2 separate regions of the Mus musculus genome follow, and region 1 is linked to region 2. The links are chromatin contacts, called in public HiChIP or PLAC-seq maps. All regions are on one chromosome and are shown on one strand. Each heading gives the region's core, a stretch centred on a gene start, on an enhancer-like site or on the middle of the called end of the contact. The rest is flanking DNA. Distances are from core to core; before and after follow the strand shown. Region 1 overlaps Spint2 (serine protease inhibitor, Kunitz type 2). Region 2 overlaps Eif3k (eukaryotic translation initiation factor 3, subunit K).

Region 1 (5,235 bases), core at 1,876-4,375, 280 kb before region 2:
ATAGCTCAGCAGGCAGGGGCACGTACTGCCCAGATTCCATCCCTAGCACCTACATGGTGACTCACAACCATTTTTAACTCTAGTTAAGTGAATCCAATACCCTCTTTTGGCCTCTTCAGGCACTATGTGTTACACAGACATGCAGGCAGGCAAAACACTCATACACATAGAATTTTTAAAATAAAGTTCAAAAGCCACTCTGTGTGTGGGGCATTGCACTGGCTACCCCGGCAGACAGTCTGTCCAGATTCCCAGGTTGAAGAAGGCATCTGGTCCTTGTTCTGAGTCCACTTGGCCTACTGTGCACTCTGGGTCACCCTGCTGGCCCCATTTCTGTGTTTTTCATGTCTCACCTGCTCCCTCTTACCCTCAGCGGTGATCCTGGTGGGGCTGTTCCTCATGGTTCTGATCCTCCTCCTGGGAACCTCTATGGTCTGCCTCATCCGTGTGGTTCGCAGAAAGCAGGAGCGTGCGCTGCGCACTGTTTGGAGCACTGCGGATGACAAGGAGCAGCTGGTGAAGAACACCTGTGTCTTGTAGAGGCCCCAGTGCTCAGAACCGGGAGTGACAACTTGTGCTGTTTAAAAAGAGAGCAACTGCTTGCGTCTGAGATCATTAGGGGTTTGGTCTTTGTTTCCCAGTGCTGTTGGGCTGCTTAGGGCCTCCTCTTGACCCTGTCCTCCCACAGCTCCCCTGCCCTTCCCCATCGCCTGTCTCCTCTAACATCACTAGGAAGGAGCCCCATTCTTGTAGCGGTCACTGTTTGTTTGATTTATGTGGGTTTTTTTTTTTTTTAAGTAGATAAAGGTTTTTTAAAAAATCAGGATTCTGAAAGAATGTGTTTAATAAAGTGGGCCTTTTAAAATAAAACTTACTATGTAGTTTGGTTTTTTGTTTTTGTTTTTGGTTTTCTTGTGACTACTAGTTACAGGTGCCAAGGGTTATCTCAGGACTTGCTCAGTCATTCTGGAGTTATGTCTTTGCTTTCCATTTGTTTGTTTGTTTGTTTAAACACAAAGTATGGTTTGTTTTTTGCTTTTTTTTTCATACCCTACAGGGGTCCCAGGGTAACCTGACTTGCCTTCGAAGCTGAGATGACTTGGGCTCGCTGCCAGCTCCTAAGTGCTGACCTTACAGGTGTATGACCCAATACCTGGACTATTCCCAATTGAGGCTGGAACCTAGGGCTGCTGCTCTGCTGGGCAGGCACTTTACCAACAGAACCGCAGCCCAAGCAGCCACAATTGTGTTTGTTTCGTTTTGTTTTGTTTTGGAGACAAAGTTTCTCTGTGCCCTTGCTGTCCTGAAACTCCCTCTGTAGACCAGGCTGGCCTCAAATTCACAGTGATCCACCTGCCTCTGCCTCCCAAGTACTGGGATTAAAGATGTGCACTACCACACTTTAGCCAACCCTCAAAATTTTTTAAGATTTATTTTTTATTTTATGCATATAACTGTTTTGTTTGCAGGTATCTTTGTGTGCCATATGCCTGTTACTTAAGGAGGCCAAAAGAAGAAGGTATAGGATTCTTGGGATCTAAAAGATACAGATGGTTGTGAGCCACTATGTAGGGTCTGGAAAACAAGCCCAGGTCCTCTCTAGCCCACGGCCAGTGCCCTTCATCACTGAGCTGTCTCTCCAAGCCCACTTTTTCACTCATTGAAATTCCTGGCCACACTCCTGAACACTCATTGAGCACTCTCCTGGGCACAACCACAGTTCTTGCTTCCCTGGAATACAGGTGCTCTTAGATTCTGGAGTTGGGAAAGACTCCCATCTATCACTGCCACCTGCCCTCTGACCTCGAGAGTCCGTTAGTGATGGAGTTGTTGAGAGACTCATGAAAGACAGGTATCTCAGCGAGGGAGCACGGTAGCACATGCCTGTAATCCCAGCCCTCAGAAGCAGGGTCAAAATCTCAAGGCCAGTCTGGGCTATAAGACCCTGTCTCAGACAGACAGACAGCTCTTGGAAAGGGCCCAATTTCAATGCGCAACAACATATGGTGGCTCACAATCATCTGTTTGTTACTCCAGTTGTAGGGTGTTTAATACCCTCTCTGGTCTCTGGGACACCAGGCACACAAGTGTTGATGTACATGCAGTCGGAACACTCATACACATAACATTTTTAAAAGATCACTGTCAACACTGAACCCTGCTTTTTGTCCAGTACCACAGAATATCTGTATTTACAGTATGAAGCCAGTTGCCCCTTACAGTGATTGAGAGTACATTAGAGGTCACAAGTCAGCCTGGCCCATCAGTGTGGGTCCAATGGGTGACAGACTCTTAGATCCACCCAGTCTATAAGATGTGCTAATCTTTCCCCAGCCTGAGACTCCTGGGTTGTACAGTTTTGCCTGGGGATGAACCAACTTGAAGGGATTTGACTGACTGGCTTCTATTGCTCAGACTGATCAAAGTGTTCAGTGGAGGTACTCAGTGGACACACACATGGCTGAGGGCTGGACACTGGACTGAGCTGAGTCCACTCACATGGGCCTCTGGTCCTGTAGGTCTTGCTCTTGGGAACTTTGCAAAATGGTTGTACTTGCATGGAACTCTTCACAGATGGGACTGTGAGGAGCCACTGGCTCTGGAGGAGGAGGCTGTGAAACTGGTCCCTGGAATGGGAACTCACCCATATTGTCCTTGCCACTTCCCCAGGCCCCAGGGTTTCAAGGGTTAAGAAGGGGTGATCCTGAGCACTATGAAGGTCACTCCTCAGGACTGCATTGCTGCTCACGTGTGTAGGGAGGAGGAACAGTCGTTGCTGGTATAAAGCTGAGGGCTCTCCAAGCTTTATAATATCCCTTTGTTGATACCAAGCAATTGGCAGGCCATTGAGCTACATCCTCACCTAATTGTGTTCTTCCTTTGCCATAGCCTACTGCCCAGGCGTGTGTGTGTATGTGTGTGTGTGTGTGTGTGTGTGTGTGTGTGTGTGTATGTATGTATGTATGTATGTATCTGGAGTCCTGTGAACAAAGAAAACCACAGATGCTAATGTCTTGCTGTGCGTGAGAAGCTAGGAAGCCAGTTTCTGACCCAGGAGTCTAGAGGTTAACAGCCAGGATGTTAGCTGAGAAGCAGAAGGAAGTGAACTCTGGACTGGGTGGAAGCTGAGCTCAGCCCAGTAGTCACAGGCTAGCACAGTGCTTCAGCCTGATAAGAGAAAAGTCCCTGCGTGCTTCCAGCTCATCCAGCTGCTGGGATGCGGTTGAATAGGGATAGTGTTGTTTATAGGAGCTGGGCCTCTGTTCTTGGGGACTCCAGGAAAAACTAAACGAAGGCTCACCATAATCCCTTTTCCAGACAGACGTGACCTCAAGCATGTAGGAGGGACCTCAGGCATATAGCACTCCAGGAAAGGTATTTGCTCTCCCACCTGGGCCCCTCAGCATCTTGGCCTCCCTACCCACTGTAATTGCTGAAGTAACAAAATCCTATGCTTTGCTGGCGGAGGTGGCACAGGCCTTTAAACCCAGTGTTGAGGCAAAGGCAGGTGAATCTCTGTGAGTTGGATACCAGCCTGGTCTACAAAGAGACCCTGTCTCAAAACAAAACTAAATAAAATGCAGGATTACAGCTAGCCCCTGAGGATGCCTTTTCTTGAGGTGAGAAAAGGGATGGAGGGACCCAGGAGTGAGGACACCAGCAATACTGCATGCTTTGCTTGAGGGGCAGAGTGGCACTATTTAACACCCTGGCACCAAGGCATTTGGGGCAGAAGTTAATGAAACAGAAGGCAAAAAAACGGAGATCAGTGGGGTGCCTACAGCAGTTGGGGAGAATGAGAAGAGCTAGTGGAGATAGGTGGCCTCTCACCAGCTGGGGCCTATACATGAGAAAAGGACACAGCCTCCGTAAGCTTGAGACGTCCAGAAGGGCAGGTGCAGTGCCTGCCAGGTGAGGGGAAAGATAGAAGTGGGGCATCCTGTGTACAATGTGATGGAGGTGAAGTTAGGAGAGACGAGGCCTTGTCCTCCCCTCCCATTCTCCCACTCTGAAACAGCACTGCAGTGCACGATCTCCAGGGTACAGAAGCCCCTCCTACCCCACGGCCTACTAGCCACACCCTAGAGAGGCCAGGGCAGAGACTCAACACCAATACCCCAGTGTGGAGGGGAGGGCTAAAGAGACAGTTGACATTCTGAACGCTGCCTGTTCAGGACAAGCGGAGTCTGCAAAGCCATTTACTTTATGAGGCAAGAATATTTGTTTTGTTTTTTGAGACAGGGTTTCTCTGTGTAGCCCTGGCTGTCTTGGAACTCACTTTGTAGACCAGGCTGGCCTCGAACTCAGAAATCCGCCTGTCTCTGCCTCACAAGTGCTGGGATTAAAGCCGTTTGCCACCACCGCCCGGCGAATTCTTGTCTTTTAATACATTATTTTGTGGGACTGAGATAGAACCCAGGATCTTGTATTTGCTAGGCAAGCACTCTATCACTGAGCCATACCCCAGCCCCTCACTGGATTCTGGCAAAGTGCTCTACCACTGAGCCGTAAGACCCACCACTTAGTATGTACATGGGCTTTGTGCATGTGTGTGCATACTGGAGCACATGGAGGTCAGAAGACCACTCCAGACATTGGTCCTTAATTTCTACCATTTAAAGATGTGTTAGTTACATGTATCTGTGTGAGTCCACAAGTGCTAGCAAAGCCCACGAGCATCTCATTTCTAGGAACCGGAGTTGTAGAGGTGGTTGTGAGTGACCGAGAACTGGAAGTGTTAGTGCTCTTAAGTGCTGGGCCATCTCTCCAGTCCAGACCAAGTCTTGTTTACTCCGTGCGTGCTGGACTGGCTGGTTCCTGAGAACCTGGTACTCTGTCTCTGCCTCCCATCTCCTCAGGACACAGATTACAGACGTGTGCTGCCTCAGCCAGCAGTCACTTGTATGACTTGCTTTGGTTATTTATTTTGTTTTGAGACAAAAGTCTTCTTATGCATAGCTGGCCGGCCTCAATCAAACTCACAGATAACCACTTGCCTTGTCTTCTGAGTGCTGGCATCAAAGGCATGCACGGGCGAGTTTGTTTTCTCAAACATGGATTTTCTTAAACATCGATTAGTGTTTATGTGTGAGTGTATGCCATGGATGTGCTAGGGCATGTGGAGGTCAGGAGAGGATGTCAGATTTCCAGTTCCATGCAGTTGTGAGCCACCGGGTACTGGCTCAGGGTCTTCCACAGAGCACATGCTCCTAACCACGGAGCCATCTCCCCAGC
Region 2 (5,111 bases), core at 2,131-4,630:
GCATAACTGGCTTTGAAGACTCTGTCCGAAAATGTGAGTCCTGGGAGCCTGGGTTCCCGAGGGCTTAAGGCAGTGTAGCAGGGACTTGGGAGAAGGGGGATTAAAAATGAGGCAGACTGGGCCTTGTGCAATAGCCAATTTTATTTAGAGCATAAGTTTATATTCTGAAAGTTAAGCATGGTCATACGAGCACAGTTCCCAAAGTTCAAGCCATATACAGCCCCGAGGATAAAGCTGCGCTTGGAAGTGGTTTTTTAATAACAGAAGCAGCTGTGTGTAATCTGGAGCAAGCCCTTGCTGTTTACTACACCTGCGGGGGACACAGAAGAGCCCTCAGAATTCTCACACAGCTCCGTTCCTGGATTACGTGCCAGCGGCCTCTTGACTGTCTTTGTTTTGATTCTCACAGTTATCTGCCACGTGGTGGGCATCACGTACCAGCACATCGACCGCTGGCTGCTGGCCGAGATGCTCGGAGACCTGACTGGTGAGGCCTGGTGCTGTTTCTGTCAGTCTGAGAGGAAAAGGTGGTTGGGGCATGGGGCCTCAGGCAGCTCAGGGGAACCCACCGCACCTTTCCGAGGTTGTTACCTGCCCCAGAGTGTGGGTGAGGGTTTGGTATAGGATGTTGCCTTCTGTATCTCCATGAGTTCAAGGCCAACCAGGGCTATGTAGTGAGACACTGCCTCGAAAACACCCTGACCAGGTGTAGTGCTGTCCTCCTGGAATTCCAGTTATAGGAAGCTGGAGCAAGAAGATTGTCTGGAATTCCAGGCCAGCCTGGGCTATAGCATGAGCCTCTGCACCAACCAGTTAACAGATGCACATGTCAGACAGTGGTCCTGATGCTGACCTTGGCAGTGAATAGGAGAGCTCAGGCCCTTTTCATGGATGGAGCGAAGTGGAAGCATCAGCACCTTGTAGTTGGTGTTGCCAAGGGTAGCAGGGCTGCTTTGGAGGGATGGCATTCGGCCTCTAGAGGAGGCCAGTGTGGCCCTCCTGCAGCAGGGGCCTGCCTGTCATGTGTGCTGTGCCTGCGTGCCCTGGAAGCATACACATCTCTGGAGAACTTCCGTGGTCTGTCCTCTGGTGACAGGACATGGGACGGCTCTGAGAAGGCCCAGCCTTGATTACAATGAGGTTCTTAAAAGGTCCCTCCAAACCAAAACCCTCAGCACTTGAGTTTGCAAAAAGTGGCGCTGGGCCGGAGAGAGGTTCGGCAGCTGTGAGCATCTATCTCCTGCTTGATGCGGAAGAAGGTTTGCGGGGTCCAGCACCCATTGTGGGCGGTCACAGGCACCAAGAAATTCCATGCAGTTTCTCACCCTGGGAGCACCTGCGTACATTCACATTTGCGCACACAAATGAGTACACCATTGCTCTCCTCAGATACACCAGAAGAGGGCATCAGATCTCATGGTTGTGAGCCACCACGTGGTTGCTGGGAATTGAACTCAGAACCTCTGGAAGAGCAGTCAGTGCTCTTATTCGCTGATCTCCCCAGCCCTAAATAAATGTTTTGTCTTGTTTTTATTTTTAAAATAAATAAATAGTATTGTTAAGAAACTAAGGGAACCTGTGCCTGGAGGCACAAATTCTATAGTCCTGGTACTTGGAAGAGAGTCGGGAGTATTAGGAGTTTACGTCATGATGAGTCCAAGCCAGCCAGGGCTGCATGAAATCCTGTCTCAAAAAAAAAAAAAAACCAAAGCCAAAACCAAAAACCTACAGAAAAACCCCTATGTGACTAGGAGAAAGAGGCTAGTGCGCCCCCTGGTGGCCAAGTGGAGACTGAGCCCCAGATTGCTGGCTTTGCCCTAGAGGATCTCTTCTTCCGAGTCCTGCTGCTGTCCAGGCAGGAGTTGGCCTAGAGCAGTTAGCAAAGGGGGCTTGGCCTGCTCAGCCCCGATTCCTCTGCCTCCAAAGCCCCTAGTGTTAGGGTTCAGGCCACCAACACCTCCGCCCATGTCACCTGCAGACAACCAGCTGAAGGTGTGGATGAGCAAGTACGGCTGGAGCGCTGACGAGTCAGGGCAGGTCTTCATCTGCAGCCAGGAAGAGAGCATTAAGCCCAAGAACATCGTGGAGAAGATTGACTTTGACAGTAAGTGGCCTGGGGCCGCAGACTGTAGGGAAGACAGTGTCCTGGTGGGAGAGCAGTGCTGGGTGTGCAAAGCACGAGGCAGAGCCTGTATTCCTGGACTGGGAACTGTCTGCCAGATTCCAGGTTGCTGGCCCAGGGAGAGACTGTGAGGGATGCTGAGTAGTCTCCCCTGCTGGATGTGAGCCGTCCATGTTCTCTCTCTCTCTCCCCCCCTCCCTCCCACCCCCCGCCCTGGCATTCCTCTAGACCAGACTGGCCTCAAACTCTACCTACCTCTCCCTCCCGAGTGCTGGAATTAAAGACTTGTCCACTCAGGGCTGTGGCTCTCGATGAGTCATTTGGTCCCACCATAAGGTAGTTGCTCTTGTTCTAACTTGGAAACTATTAGAACTGGCACAGTGCCTGCCTCCTCGTGTAGAGAGAGCCAGGCGCAGAGTGAAAGGCAGTGACAGCCGTTCCTGTCACATTTTGAATAAACAGTCTTATCCCAAAAGAGGAAAAAGTAGGTGTGGTGTCTTTGATCTCAGCACTCTGGAGGCTCAAGGCCAGCCTAGCCTACCTAAAGTGACACAGGCATTTAGCTAGGTGCCCTGCTTCATCCTTCTCTCAGAGGAAGTGACCTGAAGTGGGGAAGGACAGGGACACGCCTCCTGCTAGGGCTCCTCCCCCTTCTCCCAACTTTGGCTCTGTTGAGGGCCACCAGCTGGTCAGTGGCCAAGCTGAGCATCAGTGAGCTGTGTCACTTCCCACTGGGTGCTCTGACCTCTACAGAAAGTGTCCACCATGCTTGGGTCTCAGAAGTCCACACAGTTCTATCTGCAGTGGAGAGCTGCCGGCCCGGCCAGTGTCCCTCACATGGACCTAGGCCAGGGCTAAACACATGCAGTACTTAGTGCCAGACTGGTCAAGCTCTTCTTTTAACTCTAATCCTGTACAATAGATGGCTATGCTATCACCATATCCAAGACCACTAAACAGGACAGCACCAGACTACCTTTGTGGTGACTGTGACCTGGCCCTGAAGGACAGCGGCTCCCTGGGAGGTGGCTCTTCCTCTCTTCACAAATTCACCCTGTTTCTTCCTCCTCAACAGGTGTGTCCAGCATCATGGCCTCCTCCCAGTAAGCCAGTGTGCGTTAATAAAGATTTGTTCACTCCGCCCTATTGTCTCTTGCCTGTACCCTCAGAGAGCCAACTTGTGGCCCAAGCTGGGGCCCTTCCCTCTTCTCGGGCGTCCCCCATGCCACTTCCTCCTTTGTCCCACCCTGCTGCCTTTCCCTGCCCCTCCTTTTCTGACCTGTGAGTCAGTGCAGGATGGGGTAGGCTGAGGCCAGTGAATGGCCTTGGGAGGTGCCGCCCTGGGGCCCTGGGCTCCTCAGAGAGGAGAGCAGAGCATGTTCTTGTCTTTGACAAGTCACCTGCTTCTGGGAAGGAGAGCTTAGTGCTTCCTCGGCTGGCAGGGGTGACAGCCTGCACTTGGGAGGTGCAGGTAGGAAGATCGGGGATCAGAAGCCACCCTCAGCACCAGGCTCTGTCTTTAAAAGGGGGGGCTGAGCGGGCCTGGTGGCGCATGCCTTTAATCCCAGCACTCAGGAGGCAGAAGCAAGCGGATTTCTGGTCTACAAAGTGAGTTCCAGGACAGCCAGGGCTATACAGAGAAACCATGTCTCGAAAAAAAAGAGGGGGGGGTGGTTTGAGGGGGTCAGTCCATAAGCTTTCTGCTGCTCTAATAAAAAGATGTGGTGACACACTTGTAACCCCTTCCACTGGGGAGTCTGAGACAGGAGCTTCCCCGAGGTTAGCTGGCCAGCCTCTTTAACCACGCTGCTGAGCTCGGAGGCCAGCAGGGAACCCTGATTTAATTGGTGCTAAAGCTATATTCAGTGTGGTTCGGTTCTGAGCATCACAACACACATGTAACCGCAATCTTTGGGAGGTTGAGCCCCACGTGTACATATGTACACACACCACACTGGACGACTTGAAGTGCTTTGCTCTGTTCCTCTAACAGCCCTTAGCTGCTGCTTTTCAGTAATCCAAAACTCCTTGATTCACCAGAGAAACACAGATGAGGAAGCGGGAAGCATTCATCTTGGGCTCTGATGATCTGTCGCCCAGGTTGTTGGCTGGCCTTTCTGGAGGTTATAGTTGGAAAGGTTACCAGACTGTCTGCCTTGTCAGCTGTCCTCCCAGCCACCCAGTTCATGTCACACCCAAGATATTCCAGGTATTCTGGCCAAGAAACCTTGAACAGGTGATTTCAGTGTGCACAGGGTCAGGGGTGAGGTCAGTGGAGATAAGTGACCCAGTAAATGTGCAGCCACTCCCATCTCCCTTGGGGCCTGTTCTGTCATGCCAGGGAATGGACTGCTGGCATGTTCATCCCTCCCTGAAGTCAGCACTCACCCGTCATTCCTCCTGAGGATCCTGGCCCAGGGAACCAGGGTGGGGCACACACCCTTTGCTCCGGCCTTTAGACCTACCCTACCGGAGCCAGCACCCGGAACTAGACCTCATCTTAACCCTGGGGACAGCAAATAAATGACTGTTCCCGAAAGCTCTGAGGTGCTAGAGGAGGGAGGGCTGGTATGCTGCCCCACCCTCAGCCATCTTGTGTAGAAATCAAGGAGCCATCTCTGGGTGGGACCACAACTAGGCATCCGCAGCAGGTGCTTCTGTGTAGGATGCAACTTGAACAACTGGCCACGGCTGCTGCTCGGGAGGAGAAATGACCTCCTGCCCTTGGGCAGCCGGATCATCTCACTTTCAATCTGGCTCTGACTAAAGACTACTGACGTGTGGGCGGGCGTTGTTTAATGGCTGGAACCTCTGTGTGTGTGTGTGTGTGTGTGTGTGTGTGTGTGTGAGAGTGTGTGATATAAAACTCCAGAGTCTAACTTGGTGAGTGTCTCCTGGAGCTGCCACAGTCACCTGTGACAGTCCACTGTCCACCCCCAACTTGGGAGACAATCCTCTGTCCTTTCAGGAGACTCCTCTTACAGTGTTA

The links. HiChIP or PLAC-seq counts read pairs in DNA pulled down with a chosen protein or histone mark.
Region 1: a contact with region 2 is called in a FOXA1 HiChIP or PLAC-seq map of pancreatic cancer cells. The contact joins two enhancer-like sites. A contact is called at or near these places in 5 of 39 promoter capture datasets (the HPC-7 cell line, cranial neural crest, erythroid cells and 2 more), 6 of 484 Hi-C or Micro-C datasets (CD4 T cells, CD8 T cells, embryonic stem cells and 3 more), 4 of 115 datasets of contacts at active chromatin or transcription factors (embryonic stem cells, extraembryonic endoderm stem cells, large pre-B cells and 1 more) and 2 of 9 other capture datasets (adipose tissue and liver).

Annotation. Positions count from the first base shown.
Region 1 is chr7:29,251,976-29,257,210 of GRCm38.p6, reverse strand. Spint2 (serine protease inhibitor, Kunitz type 2) reads left to right here. Exons shown (of 7, transcript NM_011464.2): 7 at 374-881. The coding sequence ends at 540. Among named protein-coding and RNA genes, the nearest start is that of 2200002D01Rik, 6.1 kb to the right of the region's middle. Within about 2 kb of position 3,125, at least 39 of the 459 cell types and tissues checked have an H3K27ac peak or open chromatin away from gene starts, as enhancers often do. A contact at or near this core is called in the HPC-7 cell line and pancreatic cancer cells, where this site is marked.
Region 2 is chr7:28,969,525-28,974,635 of GRCm38.p6, reverse strand. It overlaps Eif3k (eukaryotic translation initiation factor 3, subunit K), which reads left to right. Exons shown (of 8, transcript NM_028659.3): 5 at 1-33; 6 at 410-487; 7 at 1,979-2,104; 8 at 3,198-3,264. The coding sequence ends at 3,229. Among named protein-coding and RNA genes, the nearest start is that of Actn4, 9.7 kb to the right of the region's middle. Within about 2 kb of position 3,380, at least 96 of the 459 cell types and tissues checked have an H3K27ac peak or open chromatin away from gene starts, as enhancers often do. A contact at or near this core is called in the HPC-7 cell line and pancreatic cancer cells, where this site is marked.